Linked DNA regions of Mus musculus: all the other regions are linked to region 1. Evidence: chromatin contacts called from public promoter capture Hi-C data. All regions are on one chromosome and are shown on one strand. Each heading gives the region's core, a stretch centred on a gene start, on an enhancer-like site or on the middle of the called end of the contact. The rest is flanking DNA. Distances are from core to core; before and after follow the strand shown.

What was found. Capture Hi-C pulls out chosen DNA fragments and counts their contacts.
Region 2: a promoter capture Hi-C map of adipose tissue shows a contact between it and region 1. The contact joins two enhancer-like sites. A contact is called at or near these places in 4 of 39 promoter capture datasets (the 3T3-L1 cell line, the C10 cell line, hippocampal neurons and 1 more), 2 of 15 datasets of contacts at CTCF or cohesin (both in the NIH/3T3 cell line), 82 of 484 Hi-C or Micro-C datasets (the 3T3-L1 cell line, 3T3-L1-derived adipocytes, the AML12 cell line and 50 more), 9 of 115 datasets of contacts at active chromatin or transcription factors (the HPC-7 cell line, acute myeloid leukemia, astrocytes and 5 more) and 3 of 9 other capture datasets (adipose tissue, liver and pancreatic islet).
Region 3: a contact with region 1 is called in a promoter capture Hi-C map of adipose tissue. The contact joins two enhancer-like sites. A contact is called at or near these places in 2 of 484 Hi-C or Micro-C datasets (pachytene spermatocytes and stem cell-derived motor neurons), 1 of 115 datasets of contacts at active chromatin or transcription factors (embryonic stem cells) and 3 of 9 other capture datasets (adipose tissue, liver and pancreatic islet).

Annotation. Positions count from the first base shown.
Region 1 is chr2:130,817,905-130,821,249 of GRCm38.p6, reverse strand. It overlaps 4930402H24Rik (RIKEN cDNA 4930402H24 gene), which reads left to right. Exons shown (of 37, transcript NM_029432.2): 3 at 662-781. Among named protein-coding and RNA genes, the nearest start is that of 4930402H24Rik, 21 kb to the left of the region's middle. Within about 2 kb of position 1,824, at least 82 of the 459 cell types and tissues checked have an H3K27ac peak or open chromatin away from gene starts, as enhancers often do. A contact at or near this core is called in adipose tissue and liver, where this site is marked.
Region 2 is chr2:130,931,517-130,934,861 of GRCm38.p6, reverse strand. It overlaps Atrn (attractin), which reads right to left. Exons shown (of 29, transcript NM_009730.3): 2 at 1,393-1,476. Among named protein-coding and RNA genes, the nearest start is that of Atrn, 27 kb to the right of the region's middle. Within about 2 kb of position 1,796, at least 31 of the 459 cell types and tissues checked have an H3K27ac peak or open chromatin away from gene starts, as enhancers often do. A contact at or near this core is called in adipose tissue and liver, where this site is marked.
Region 3 is chr2:130,726,303-130,729,647 of GRCm38.p6, reverse strand. 4930402H24Rik (RIKEN cDNA 4930402H24 gene) reads left to right here. Exons shown (of 37, transcript NM_029432.2): 29 at 2,463-2,500. Among named protein-coding and RNA genes, the nearest start is that of Slc4a11, 30 kb to the right of the region's middle. Within about 2 kb of position 1,462, at least 14 of the 459 cell types and tissues checked have an H3K27ac peak or open chromatin away from gene starts, as enhancers often do. A contact at or near this core is called in adipose tissue, where this site is marked.

The DNA of each region.
Region 1 (3,345 bases), core at 575-3,074:
AACACTGCTTCTGACATTTGGGAAGGGCCAGTGGGTGCTAGTCTGTCCACTTGTCTTCCTCTTTTTTCGAACCACTTTAACTTGTCTTTAGTTGATCATATACGTTTTTTCATGAGGATCTCTCTGAGATCTGTTCTTAGGCTAACAAAATATTCCAAGATCTGTAGTAAATCCACAGAACACCATATTTTCTGGTTCCTTTTGCCCGTAAGAAATGCTTCATATGGGCTGGAGGTGGTTCATAGATAAGAGCACTTGGTGTTTTTCCAGAAAACCCAGGTTCTATTCCCAGCACCTACATGGTGACTCATAACCATCTATAACTCTAATTCTAGGGGATCTGGTAGATCATGGAGGGTGCTCTTCCACACATGATACACATACATATGGAAGTTCAACACCTATACATGTAAAGTAAAAACTGAAAGAAAAAATGCTTTTCAGAATTAACAGCCTTAGTAATCTTGTTGCTTAATTCTCCGACCTGTGTAGATTTTGAGATCCAAGGAAGGTACCTTATGCCTCAGCCCGTTTCTCTTACAAGGGGTCATTTATTTAGTTTTAGCACAAACCTGGTTTGGCCATCAAGGCCTTACTAAACGGGCTCTTACTGTATTCCATGGTATAGGCCAGCTAATCCTAAGCCTTCTTTGCTTTGCAGGAATTGACAGCAGGTACAATGAAGGCTGTAGAGAGCTGGCAAATTACCTGCTTTTTGGTTTGTACAGTCAGAATGCCACTGATTTTGAGAAAACGGGATTTTCTGAAGAAATTCTAGATGGTAAGTCTATATTATATTAGCAAAAGGTAGGAGAGAGTCATTTATTTCTTTGGACCCTTAATTCATGATTTTTTTTGAGACAGGGTTTCTCTGTATAGCCCTGGCTGTCCTGGAACTCACTCTGTAGACCAGGCTGGCCTCGAACTCAGAAATCCACCTGCCTCTGCCTCCCGAGTGCTGGAATTAAAGACCACGCACAGCTGTGATCTTCTTGTAAAAATTGTTTTAATTTTAATTTTACTGTATTGTACTATTTTGCTTGCATGTATGTATGTGTACTGTGTGTGTGTGTATGCATGTGTGTGTGCTCCCATGCTTGAGGCCCTTGGAGCCCAGTAGATGACATCAGATCTCCTGGAACTGGAGTTACAGATGGTTGTAAATCACCATTCACGTGTTGGGAATCAAACCCAGGTCCTCTGGAAGAGTAGCAAGTACTTTTAACTGCTGAGCCATCTGGACATCCCCAGTTCATGATTTTTTATTTCTGTGTCTGTGTTTTTTGGGTTTTTGTTATTATTTATTTGTTTTGAGACAGAGTCTCATATAGCTTTAACTGGCTTGAAACTCACTGTATAGACCAGGCTGGCCTTGAACTCTGAGATCTACCTGCCTCTGCCTTCTTAGTACTGGGATTAAAGACATACACTCAGCACCCTGTTTGTGATCTTTTAATAGGAAAATATAAGCAGAATTTAAATAGTCCAAAGCTCCACTAAATTCTTGCCTTATTTTGTTTTACTGTTTGAATAATGTGATTGGTCTTAAAATTGGCAGCCTTCTGGCCTCAGCCTCCCAAGTAGCTAGGATTATACCAGGTAAGATTTTATCTTTTTAATAGTGAAAAATAGCATTTCCGTGTTGACCTATTAAAATAGAATATTCCTATTGGTCATGGACTGGATAACGGACTGTCAGCAGCAGTTTTCAGAATACATTTATTGGGTAAATCATCTTTGAGACCAAAGCAGACATTGGTGTTTGGCTTTGTCTCTTGGCAGGGTGCTAGTTTTTCTTAGGATTGCCCGCTGCTCCTTTTCACGGAAGGTTCAGATCGTGTGCTGTTGCCAGTGAAAGCACTCTCTGCTTTGAGGCAAAGACGGACTGCTCTTGTAAGCTGCTCTGTGAGAAAGAAGATTTTATGTGGATCTTTAGCTGAGGAACAAGGGGCTATTGTCCTGCTGTCTTTGGGAATTGTTTTTTTGTGTGACTTTAATACAATGCAGGCTTTCTGCCTGCAGTCTGCCTTCTCTGGCTTGGAGACACTGCGAGCGTTGATGCTCCTGTGGGCTGTTGCCCAGGAGCTACTTCTCATATCGTGTACTTAGCATTATAAATTGTCTGCAAGATGAGTCAGGAGACATAGAACAAACAAGTAAGACTGGACAAGAGACTAGGCACTTGCAAGGCAGCTGGGATGCCATGAAAGCAAACATTCCATGTCAGATGATCTCACTTGAGTAGTGTGGTCTCAGATGGGGGGCCGTTTTGTCCCTTGGGGGACATTTAGCAATGTCTGAAGACAGTTTTGATGGCCATGGCTCGATCTGTGGCACTACTGGCATCTAGTGGGCACCAAGGCTGCTGCTGATCACCACAAAATAAACAAGAAAGCCTGTCATGCAGTGAAGAGTTTTCCTATTAAATAGTTCTGAGTTGTATCATCTTTGGAAGTTTACCTTGGAAAAGACCCCAATACTACCCATATAGTTTTCTTTTTTTAATATTTTTTAAGATTTATTTATTATTATTTATAAGTACACCGTAGCTGTTTTCAGACGCATCAGAAGAGAGGGTCAGATCTCATTACGGGTGGTTGTAAGCCACCATGTGGTTGCTGGGATCTGAACTCAGGACCTTAAGAAGAGCAGTCAGTGCTCTTACCCGCTGAGCCATCTCACCAGCCCCCATATAGTTTTCTTAGAGCTGTTCTTTTTATTAAGATCACAGAAAAAGGAGACTTTGAGTTAGTATCCTTTCTTCATTTTTTTCTTCCTTATCTTTCTGTCTGAGAAAATTTTACCTTGGAAAAGACCCCAATACTATTCATATAGTTTAGCTAGAGCTGTCCTTTTTATTATGATCGCAGAAAAGGGAGACTGAAAGTACTTTGAGTTAGCATCTTCTTTGGTTTTCCTTACCTTTCCGTCTGAGGTAAGCTCTCACTCTGTATCAGGCTGGCTTCAGATGCAGGCGCTTCTCAGCCTCTTGCTGCAGGCTTGCATGCACAGCCACCACTGTGATCTTCTTCAGGTCCTTTTCTTCTTAGGTTTTGACATTATAATACATTGTAACACATTTTCCTAACCTTTCCTTCATGTTTCTCAGCCTGCAGGTTGCAACCTCTTTGGCAACCCTCTGTCTCCAAAAGACATTTACATTGTGACAAATAACAGTTATGAAAGAGCAACAATAATAATTTTGTGGTTTGGGGTCACCACCACAAACTGTATGAAAGGATCACAGCATTAGGAAGGCTGAGAGCCACTGCTCTAAACCCTCTTATGTGGCCCTCCCCCTCTTTCAATCCTTGGCCTCTTTTTTCTTTAATTATTATTGAGCAT
Region 2 (3,345 bases), core at 547-3,046, 110 kb before region 1:
TCCCAAATATTTAACTTTTCACTCTCATCTGGAACTGTCCCATTCATATTTAAGTTTGTTTACATACCACATATTTTTAAAAACAAAACAAAATATCAAAAAAGATTGCCAGATAGCAAAGAGATCTGTGAAATCTTAAACAATGCAATTCTTAAAATTTCTTTAAATATAAGGAATTTTTTTCCTTATGACATTTATGACCAGGGATATAGCTAAGTTGGTGGAGTGCTTGCCTAGCATCCATGCAACTCTGGACTGATCCCAGTACCCCAACCCCCCAAATCGGTGTGTTGGTAATGTCTATAATCCCAGCACTCAGAAGTGAGAGACAAACACAGGAGGACTGTCAAGAGCACGAAGCCAGCCTGCCTGGTCTACACAGTGAACGCCATGCCATGTAGTGCTTACTAGTGTGATCCCGTCTCAATAAAAACAAATAGGTTTTTCTGCTAACATGTAGTGGGTTATAATTGTTGCTTTTAAATGAGTTAGTAAATAATATTTCTTGGGTTGAATATGAGACACAACAAATAAACAAGAGTTACTTGGAAATTTCAAAGTTTTGTTCAGAGACTAAAATGCTTTGCCCTAAATGACAGGCACAAAAAAGGAAAAAAAAGAGAAGATAGACAGATGGAAGGACAGAGGGCCAGGGAAACAGGCTACAGTGGTTATTCTGATGGCTCATTTACTGTTTTGCTGATAATAAAATCAATATTTAGAAAAATGATATAATAGCATTATTATATAAAGATTTAAGCAAACTATTAAAAAGATTTTAACTAAGTTTTTTAAACTATTAGAAATATGCAAATTTCTGGTATGTATCTTTCATTTATAACATTAAGTCAACTTGGAACCTAAAAAAAAAAAACCCACAAATTAAAGGAATTATTTAACAATAGAGCACTTGCTTAGTGAAGTCATAGGTTCAATCCCTATCACCCAAAAAAGAAAATTTCCTTTTAATTTTTTATTTTATTATTTGTGTGTGTGCGTGCATGCACAAGCGTGGGAGTCAGAAGACAACTTTCAGGAGTCACTCTTCCACTGTGGGAGCCAGGGATTAACTCACATAACCAGACTTGTTCAGCAAGCACTTTACCCACTGAGCCATCTCTCTGGTCCCCCAAAAAGTAAATTTTAAAAAGCAAGAACACTATCCAAATGAAAAGCATCAATGAACGGTATTTTAGCAGCAGGGCATGGTGGTCCACACCTACCACCCTAGCACTTGGGAAGCAGAGGTAGCATAGCAAAATTCAAGGTCAGCCTGAGTTACTCAGTCAGAAAGGTCCTGTCTCAAGAAATAGCAATAACACACATGGAAGTATTTTGTGCTATACTGTGCTCTTATAATAAATTAAAATAAAGTCAGCCATTATAACTTACTGTCCTTCAATGAGCCATGTGCACTTCGTCTTATATTTATAATTCCCAGGTCCATCTGTTACAAATCCAGAAGAGCCAGTTAGTCTGTAATTTAAATAAAGAAAAAATGTTAGTCAAAATTTCTTACAGTATTATCTTTCTTGGTTGTAAAGACAAAGAAATTCATCAGACTGATACAACAGCATGTACTACAACTAGGAGAACACGCCTGGACGGTTGCATTCACGCTGGATGAATAAGTATCTGTGTAGGGAGAATCTCCTGTGCGATGTATGGAAGCATCACCTGTCTGTACAATGCTGTTGCCTATTAGCTTAGACGGGGAGAGCGGAGGTGCAAGCTCCAGCACAGAGAGGACTTCTAGAGTAGAGTCCGTTGTGCAAGTAAATGGGGGGAGACGAGGACAGACGGACTATGACGCAAGGATGGGGGTTGGGGAGCAGCAACAGAGGATAGGACATTACACAACTGAGAAGACAGTCGCCTGAAACTGAAGGAGGGGTATGTAGCCTCATGGCATGACTTAGACTAGTTTAAATGGGATAACTGAGCTATGAACCCGTGGAAATCAGCCAAAGCTATTGGCCTAGGCATTCATTCATATATAAGACGTCTCAGAGTCATTTCTGGACCTAGGGTAGGATGCCTGTGGAAAAGTCTGTGGTTATATATCTGCCACCCACACAAAAGGATACATTCAAAGCAAAAGGGATTAAACAATAACAAAACAACTAAATCATTTTAGTTATGAAAGCAAAGTTACACTTCATGTCAGAAAAATGGCTACAAAAGTCAGGAGTGGTCTGGCTTATGCCTGCAATCTAAAATTTTAGAAGGCTATGGCAAGAGAATCACCAGCTCAAGTTACCTAGGCAGTTCCAGGCCAGCCTAGGTTAGAGAGTGAGACTATGTCTCATAAAATAAAATAAAACAAATAAATAACTTAAAACCATAAATATAAAGTTTTTTTTAACGCCTAGTTGCAAAGCTAAGTAGTTCCAAGGAAATACAGGTGAAACTGCAATGCAGAAGACAGCAGTCTGTGTGCTCCACAACACCAGAAGACCCATCCAGACTCACTTCTGCACTCAATGGCCACTTGCTACCTTACCATAGCAGTATGCATCAGAGCCTAGATTTCTAACTCAGTGGAGTGCCTGGATTTTCATAATTTTGCAACTTCCTCATATAAGGCGTATCTGACATATCATTAACATTTTGACTCCACTAATTCTAGTGCCGGTCTATCTTCTCATGGTTTTATCATTTATACTTTCTCCTTTGTAAATTAATGAAAATTCTACAGAAGGAACTAGAGAGATGGCTCAGTGGTTAAGAGCACTAACTGCTCTTCCAGAGGACCTAGGTTCATCTCTCAGCACCCACATGGCAACTCACACCATCTGTAACTCCAGCTGACTTCCTAGGCACCAGGAACACACATGGTACAACAAGCCAAACAGTCATATACAAAAAACAAAATAAAAATGAAACTTGACTATATTCATTTGCCAAAGCCCAATTTGCTAACTTTTTTTTCAGGTTAATGTTTAATACCTCTTTTATAGAAAGGACACCTTTCCATGTCTGTATTTTCTAGAAGATACATTTTCTCAACTTTGTTTTGTGTCAAGTATCTCTGGCTACTTAGAACATAATATACAAAGGTGCTACTTGCTTCCTCACTTCCATCCCATCTGCCAGGCTCTAAGATACACTATCTGTCAGTAATGAGCACTTACTTCAGAGTCAGCAGCCAACACTACATAGTCCTTCTTCAGACACTGAGGATATTAGCATGCCATCCTTGGTCTTCCATTTATTTACATTAACATCTTGAAGAATCTATCAAAAAACCCAGCCTCTTTTGTTTAAGGAGATTTATTTTTGAAAAAAGGTCTCATGTGGTCCAGATTGGCCTCAACTTGCTAAGTAGCAGAGAATGGCCTTAAA
Region 3 (3,345 bases), core at 213-2,712, 91 kb after region 1:
TGCCTCCTGCTTTTGGATCAACATGTGAGCTCTCAGCTGTTCCGGCCACCATGCCTTTCCTCCTCCTCTAGCCAAACCATGTGCCAAACACTTCCTTTTATGAGATGCCTTGGATTATCACAGGAATAGAAAGTAACTAAGACAGCATGTTAAGTCCATGTGATCTACATACTTATCTCCTCCAGCTTTTCCATCAGCAATTTACTGACCCCTACTGGCCCCTTCCCATGTCAGAGGCTTCATGTTCAGCCTTGTGACAGGATATGATGCCATGTGGAAAATCTTGGTGAATTGCCAGGGGCTGCTATGAGAAAGGAGACAGATCTCATAAAGGGCCTAAGTGATTGAACTCCAAAATCACAGGCACTTAAGGACATAGACACTTCTAACACCCCACAATGAAGTCAGAGCCTCTGGTGTAGCTAGCTGTCTTTCTTTGTTCCTGGTCTTTTGGACCTGCTTTTAGCACACAGGAGTTCCTCCTAGAATCTTAAGGAATAAACCATGAGAGAGTCACAGCCTAAAATAGGACTCACCAAATTTGGTTCATATGGTATGTAAGCAGCTATTGCATATACTCCTGAGCCTCACACTAGCTGACGTGGGAGCGTTAGAGCTCTGTGGACCCAGACAGCCTAGACCTGGCCTCAGGCCCAGTGTGTGGAAGGCCTGGGGCAGGATGCTCAGTCTCCTTTCCTGACCTCAGCCTAAGCTTCTCATCTGCTAATGTATAGTCAGATAAGTCAGAGTCTACTCTTTTCATCGGCCAGTGGATAACAACAAAGCCAGGCCTACCTGCTTGTGTGGTGCCCATCCTTAGTGGGACTTGATACAAGGCAGCTGTTCTCATCAGTGGTAGGTCCCCTCTCTAAGAGGAATATTATAACATTAGAATTTTAATTTGTTTCTTATTTTAGTTTAATTAATTAATTAATTAATTATTGAGGCAGGGTTCTACTGTGTAGCCTAGGTTGTAGGTTAGGCAGAGATCCACCTGCCTCTGCCACCTGAGTGCTGGGATTAAAGGTTTGCGCCACCGTTCCAGGTCTGTATTTTGGGAGTGTGATTTTTTTTTTCCTTCTGCATACTGAAGAGATAAAGATCAGCTCCATCTTGTTTGGTTTTCGTCTGTATCAGTGTTTTGGAAATGGGCTCTGGAAGCCCTACTGGCCTCAGTCTTGATTTGAAAGGGAAGAGCCCCTGCCCCAGCTTCCTAAGTACTTCCTGTTCCAGGCATGTGCCACCAGGCCTGGTTTGAACTCTCACTTGGATCCTCACCCTCCCCACCTCTGTCCAGTCAGTCTTCTTCCTGCTTCTGTTCTTTTTTAGACTTGAGAGGAGGATTGGCCTGAGGCTATAGTTCAGTTACAGAGTACTTTACCAGAAAGCAGAGTGCCCTGAATTTGATTGTTCCAACACTTTGTTGGGGAAAAGGTTAAAGAGGAACTGAGGTCATAGCTTGCACATAAAGGAATGCAGAAAAGCATGACAAGACCAGCCCTGGTAGCACATGCCTGTAGTCCTAGCGCCTAGGACACAGAGACAGGAGGCTCTCTATGAATTCAGGGCCAGCCTAGTCTACAGAGTGAGCTCTAAGATAGCCAGGACTACACAGTGAGACCCTCAAAAACAGGAACAGCAGTGATGACAACAAAAAAGAAAAAGTAGAGAAGCACAGTAGGGCCAGCAAGATGGTGCACAGTAGGGCTGGCAGGATGACTCAGCAGGGAAAGGCACATGTGCATGTATGTGCACACTGACACACAAAGCACTAAGTAAATTTACAGAACAGAGGCATGGAACCTTGGACCCTTGGTCCTAGTAGAGTCCCATGGCTTAACCCTTATCATTTCCCTTCACATTTCCTGTTACTCAAGAAGGTATCTTTTTCTTTTTTTTAAAGATTTACTTTTATTTTATGTTTATGGGTGTTTTGCCTACATTTAAGTATGTGTACCACATGCATGCAGTGCCTGTTGAAGCCAGAAGAGGGTGTTGGATCCCCTGGAACTAGAGTTAACATATGCCTGTGAGCTGCCATGTGGGTGCTGGGAATCAAACCTGGGTCCTCTGGAAGAGCAACCAGTGTCTCCTTATCCGCTAAGCCATCTCTCCAGCCCCAACAATATATTTTTCTAAAAGACCAGCTTGGACCGAGGTTGTAATTCAGCAACTCAATGACATATGCTTCACTGGCCCCCAGAAGTGACAAAGATGAAGCTTCTCTCTGTTCCCTGTGATCTGAAGAGCTCTCAGAGCTCCCATATCCTCCCTGCCATGTGCCATGTAGGAATTTCTATGGAACACAAGCTTCAGTGCCTGTATGACTATCTTAGATGCTTACAGGGTACTCATTGCTCAGTACCACCTGGTACCTACACTCTCTCCCAGATTCATGCTTTTGTGGGAAATAATGATCACTGAAATAAATGGTTTTGAAATACTTTTTTTTTTCTCTTTAGATTTCTCTTTCCTAAATGTCTTGACCAGTGTTCACAAGGTAAGCGATATATTCGACTTCCTGGTTCTATGCCATCACAATCTGATCAGATACAGTAGGCTTTCCTTCATGCTGTTGCCTTTCTGAAATCTACAGCATGTGGAATGGTTCCAGGGAAAGCTCCGGCGACTTCCTTGTATCCTGCTGGGTAGACATACATGCTCCACAGCTTCTCATTTAACGCACTAAAGCTCCTCCAGCAGCGGCAGCAGCAGCACTCCTGCCCTGGCCTTGCTGCTCCACGGACAGCAAACGGAACCTCTAAATCAGCAAGATCCCTAAGGGTCCTGGAGATCCAGAATAAATTATAACTTCCCTGCAGTGCTGCTGAGATGCTCAGTGCTCTCCTGGGGATGAGAGTAACAGCAATGTGCCTGGAAGTGGGGGGGATAGGACATGTACCTCAGTGGGGGTGCTGACTGGGGATATGTTTGTTGGAGTTGAGCTTTCTGAATCAGCCCAGCAAGCAAATATCTGATAGAAGAAAACAACTTGGTGTCTCCAGCATACTTGTGCCCTGCTGGTCCCATTACCAGTCCACAGGGACAGCAAAAACTGTTGTCTTGGCAGACAGCTGAGCTAGCTGCGTAGGTAGGAGGCTAAGGAGGAAGAGTGTTCTTGTTGGACTTGGTAGACCAGGTAGAGGCAGTCGCCCTCTGCTTTTTTGAGACAGAGTCTCATGTAGTCCCACCTGGCTTCAAATTACTGTGTAGCCCAAGTTAGCCTTGGACTCCTGATCCTCCTGTTTCTACCTCCCACGTGCCGAGAGTAGTATAAACCATCGTGCCTGCCTTCGACAGCAGATTGAAATGAAGGTCGTCTGGGTCTATCCATAATGTCTAATC